Linked DNA regions of Sus scrofa: region 2 is linked to region 1. A link is a contact called in public Hi-C data. All regions are on one chromosome and are shown on one strand. The core of a region is the stretch at or near the end of the contact, and the rest is flanking DNA. Distances in the headings are between cores, read along the strand shown.

Evidence for each region. Hi-C and Micro-C count contacts between places; a contact is called where the count stands out from the background.
Region 2: a Hi-C map of fetal heart ventricle shows a contact between it and region 1, with 2.4 times the contacts expected there. The contact joins two enhancer-like sites. A contact is called at or near these places in 2 of 47 Hi-C or Micro-C datasets (embryonic fibroblasts and fetal heart ventricle).

Annotation. Positions count from the first base shown.
Region 1 is chr10:61,311,860-61,314,559 of Sscrofa11.1, reverse strand. All of the region lies in intron 2 of LOC110255590 (a long non-coding RNA gene), which reads left to right. Among named protein-coding and RNA genes, the nearest start is that of CELF2, 450 kb to the right of the region's middle. Within about 2 kb of position 1,264, at least 3 of the 83 cell types and tissues checked have an H3K27ac peak or open chromatin away from gene starts, as enhancers often do.
Region 2 is chr10:62,132,980-62,135,679 of Sscrofa11.1, reverse strand. No RefSeq gene overlaps it. Among named protein-coding and RNA genes, the nearest start is that of GATA3, 1.3 Mb to the left of the region's middle. Within about 2 kb of position 1,434, at least 1 of the 83 cell types and tissues checked has an H3K27ac peak or open chromatin away from gene starts, as enhancers often do.

The DNA of each region.
Region 1 (2,700 bases), core at 15-2,514:
TAATTCAGGCTACTTTGTGAATAAATAGTTTAAAGCACTGCTGCTGCAGATGAGATTTACATCTTACTAGGATTTATACCTGATTCTGCAGGTCAAAGGAAGGAATAATCAGACCATGAACTTCATTGTAATAGGGCTGATAAAAATAGCTACCAGCAGCACTTGGGATAGATAATGCTGTAGGCGCTTTAGCGGATATCAAGTCCTCAAACTCGCATCTACCTTATGAGGCAAATCTATTAGTATTTCTGCTTAACGGATGAGGAAACTGAAGCAGAGGGTTAAGTAACTTATTAAAAACCACACAGCAAATGTCCATGCCTGTATTTGCTACAGTGCTACCGTCCTCAAAACGGTATGGTACTGGCACAAAAACAGACACATAAATCAATGAAACAGGATAGAGAGCCCAGAAGTAATGGTCAATGAATCTATGACAAAGAAGGCAAGAATCTCCAATGGAGAAAAAACAGTCTCTTCAATAACAGGTGCTGGGAAAACTGTACAGCTATGTGTAAAAGATGAAATTAGAACTTTCCCTAGCACCATGCACAAAAATAAACTCAAAATGGATTAAAGACCAAAATGTAAGACTGGATGCTAGCTAACTCCTAGAGAAAAACTTGGGCAGAACACTCTTCGACATAAATTCCAGCAATAGTTTTTTGGCTATGTCTACTAAAGTAATGGAAATAAAATTAATCAAACAGGTAAGCATAGTTCCAGAGCCTGTGCTTAATTGCCATGTGACATGCTGGGAAAGAAATTGAGGGATGTGTGGCAACAAGCATTTCGAGCAAATGAGAATAGACAAAGGCTATATAATCAGAGTTTCCTGTGGCCAAAGAGCCAGCCATCATCTCTCATGGTTTTGCTGAGACTCAAGGGCAGGGAGAGGAGTGGGAAAGTTTTATCAAGGGAAAACAGGAAGGGCTTCCTTCAGAGATGGAGCCTGATGGGAGGCCGTTGCCATGGAGAAGCTATAGGTGAGCTACCTAGAAGTCATCCTGTGTGATGGGTTCGGTGTTCATATTTTGCTTCCCGGGTTGGTCCCAAGTTGGAAGCAGAGACAAAAATTAGAAAAGCTGTTAACTATGGATCAAGTTCTGGTCATTTTAGGCTGAATTTTATTTGGGCTTGTTGTGTATGTGTTTCTTGGACCATTTGCTGGAAAGAGTGGTCTGACATTTTTACAAGTCTGACTTGGGGATGGCTGGCTTCCCCAGCTGCTTACTGAAGAGAGTGGGCTGGATTCCTGAAATGGCTGCTGCCCAGAGTGGGTCAGAGTTCTATTTTTAAATATGGTCTGGCCATTGTCAGTTTCTATATTCCGTCTATCAGGCAGAAGAATCTTCAGGAATCATGCTTTGCCCCCAGCATGGAAGGAGACCTCCCTCTGCAAAGGAGCCCTCCAGGTCACAGCAGATTCTTCCACTGAAGCTGGTTTGTGAATTAGGTTGAAGTCTTGATTTCTGGCAAGAAAAGATGTCTGTCGAGTTCCCAGGTGCTGGTCTTTCCTATAGCACTTAATATTTGCTTGGTGGTGAGGAGGACAAGGACAGAGAACCTATTGGTCTTACGCTAATAAATTGCTCCGGTTGGCCAAGGTCTTAGCTAGTAAAGGAGGGGAGAGGTCCCCTTCCATCTCCTCTAAGTTAAGACGCGGATCTTAAATTACCGCACAAAGAACTGGGGTTAACCAACCTGGTCAACCTGCTTGCTTTGGGAAACTGAGGCCCTTGTCAATAGCTGGTCACACAGCAGCCCACAGCCTTTCCTGATGTTGACAGATGGTTCTGTTTTCAAAAGGCTCAGGCATGTCCCAGAGACATGCAAGCATCAACAGCACAGCTAGCCTGTAAATATTTCCTGAGCAGCAGCTCTGTGTTGATGATGAGAAAGGAACTAGAACAGACGGGCCCTGCCCTCAGAAGGTCCTTCCATGTTCTGCGTGACCCACCATTTTCCACCAACTAGAGCAGGTGAAGCGCAACGTCAACACCAACCATCCTTTGAGTTTTACTGTGAGAAATACGTGCGACCCTAATGAGGTATGGCTCTGGCTGTGGTTGTATTGCCTCCTTCTAACACGAAGTGAGTATAAAGTGCTTGCACTCGGGGACCTGAATCAATTATGAGCCCACAACAACCACAGATGTATGTCCAAAGATGTTCAAGGAGTAGAATGCTGGATGAAAGGGGTGCCAGCATTCCATCTGGGGTGGGATTTTTTTTTTTTTTTGTCTGAATAAAAAAAAGATTTTACTAACAAGGTGCTGTGTGCTTTTAGCCTGTGTATCAGGATGGAGGACAGCCACTGTGTCCTGCCTCTTTCATCCCGGTTTGGGGTGAGAAGCAGGAGGGTCGAGGCACTACAAAGTGTAGGAATTTGAGCTTCTTGCTTTCAATGTCCAGGATCAAACATCTGCTTCAGGTCTGCCTGGCCAGGGGGCCCAGCCCTTTCACAGTGCTGTCCAGCCCTAGGTCCTCAGTGTGCTAGCTGAATCAGGGAGGAGGGAAGAGAGCCATCCATTCAGGAGAACAGGTCCAGGCCTGCGGGCAAGGTGGTTGAGTCATCCATGTAGGTGGGTCACCCTCATGTCCTCTTCCTGAGGGCTGCCCCCATGACTGCAGGTTGGGCTCTCAGGTCTCTCTCATGGGAAGAGAGGAGCAACTCCCCCAAAAGGGAGAGTAACGCAT
Region 2 (2,700 bases), core at 185-2,684, 820 kb before region 1:
GGTGAACATTTAGTCAAATACTAAACAATAATTTTCTTCCCTTACTACTGCAGTATATAGTACAGTGAATACCAATTATATAATTGTATAAACAGAGTTTATAATGTTGAGTAGTGATAGGTCCTATTTAGAAAAATAAAGTCATGTAATATGATAGAGGATGTATCTTCTGATCAGAGAAAGCCTGTCTGAAGAGAGTGTATTTGTATAAAATCCTGAATGAACTGATGAGTGATCTATGTGGCAACACAGGCTGTCAGAATAGCAAATGAAAAAAGATTTGTGTTAAGGTGTAGTTGACATGTTCAAGAAATATTTAAAAACAAGTATGTCTTGAATAGAGTGAGAGTAGATACAATAAAACCAACTACGACAGCAAAAAAAAAAAAAAAAAACCTGGAGAGAAGGCAGGAATCACATCACACTGACCTTGGTGGATTTTTTTTTTTCCTAAGCATGTGGTAGAAGAATGACAGGACCTGCTTTACACGGAGACCAGCGTGTGGAGTAAAAGACCTTTGAAGTAAAGCATAGAAGTGGGAGGTCAGTTGGAAAGCCAGGGCAGTACTCAACAGTGAGAAATGAGGTTGGCAGGGCTAAAGTGTTAGCAGGAGAGGTGATGAGAAGTAGTGAGATACAGGATCTATTTTGAGGGTTGCCTTGATGGTATTTGCTGATGTACCAGGTGTGAACTGTGGCAGAAAAGAGGCACCAGGCAAGGCTCTGATTTCAAACCAGGCAGCAAAGAGAAGGCAGGGACATTGTTCCATCAATTATTCTCTCCTTTTTTCCTGTGTCTTCAAAATCTGCTTGGCTCTCATCTGTTTCCTTTTAGCATATTCACAGGTTTTAAGTCCCTCCTATTGAAGCTTAGCTCACAGCACAAGCTTGCTGTAAAGGCTTGAAATACTCTCAAACTCACATGTGCATGAAACACTCCCTTTTCAAACTACATTTTCCTATTCGGCTGTGCTTTTTTTCTCCAAAAATTTATCTACTCTTCAATCCATTTATGCATTCGTATCACCTCTATAATGACTCCTGTTATATTGCTGAAGGGAAGTCCCTGTAAATTTTAAATGGCATCTCAGTTCGAGTAAAAAGATTCAAGCACATTTATTACAAACAGCCCGAGAGAAGGAAACCCCATCTTCAATAATTATTTTAAGCTCTTCTAAACTTTCCCCCCTAGACTTCATTATTTATGGTTTATTTTGGTTAATTTCACCTTATTTATAAGATTTTGAGTTTAGTGCTTCTACCACTTATATTTAACACCTTGATTCCACTTGTATGTTTAATTGCATGCAAAAAAACTCACTATCCCTCCATTTATAACCTTGACTTTGGTTTGACCCTTGTGTGCTATGTGGCTTGTATGGAGGCAGGTACCAAGAACCATAGCTCACTGTGTTCTACAATGTCCATGCAGAGGATTACAGAAGAAAGTTCCTAAAGAGGTATCTGAGGCTCAATTTCTTCCTCTTTCTTTATAATTCAAGCAGACCTTATTTCTCTTTCAAATAAACCATAGCTAAATATACATTGATATAAACTGGGCCTCAGTTTCTCTTATTAACTATGATTGAGCCAGACACACAGCCCTCCCATATTTGCTGCAGTCCAAGTCAGGTGACTCTAGTGAATTGAGGTAGATAACAATTACATTCAATTTCCAAGACCGTTCCAATTTTCAAGACCATTTCCTAGATAGTTTTTACTGATCAATAAATGTCAAACTAAACTTCAGTTCCTTTAGGGCAACCAATATAACTTTGAACTCAATCATTTCTCTTTCACAATCATATTAGTAAGCTTACAAATATTTACTAAAATGGATTATAATTCATAACATACTAGAAGCCACATAAAGGAAAAACAGAAAGATGAGATTTGGGCTGATTTACTGATATCCCCACAGCCTTCCATTTCCTGTCCCAGTTTCCTTTAAAAAAATACTTTCAAAAGTTTTATTTGTGAAATACTTTGGTATAAATATTCCTTTTTACTTGGGTCCACTTAAATACATTATAAGCTCATGATGTTGAATTTGTTCAAATTCAGTTGGAACCACGTTTAAAAATCTCCCACACATTTTATAATCATGGTTGAGTTTTTAGGTCCTAGGTCTTAGGCAAAAAGGCAATAAGACAAATGCATGGCAGTAAAATACTAATTATAAAATATTGTTCATAAATTTCTATATTCTCTATTCAGGATTGAAACTTAAGTTTTAGACAGTTGTGTCCAAGTTATCGGTGAGACATGCGAGTTGTCGCACATTGAAAATTGGTTCCCTGGTAAGAAGCTTACCAAGAAATGCATATTTGACAGGGACTAAAGCTGAGAATTTCCAGGCATGCTAAAAACAATCCAGATTTACAAGGGGTAATGTTCACAGAAAAGCCTTTTTTAAGTCTCTGTTCACTGAGCACAAACTAGAAGTATATTTAACACTTCTCTGGTTTTATAAAATACAGCCAACACTTCAAATAGAAGGTCGTCCTTGGAATCCAAATGTTTATTATTAAACATTTTACTCCTGCTAAGGGTGGAAATAGGCTCTCAATGATTGATATTGACTCTGTGTTGTGTATATGTGTGAGTGTTCATATGTTTATCTGACTACCTTTGTACACTGGTGTAATTTTTAGAGGATAAAAATTACAGAGTAATAAAAATGTGATCAATCTCTATATA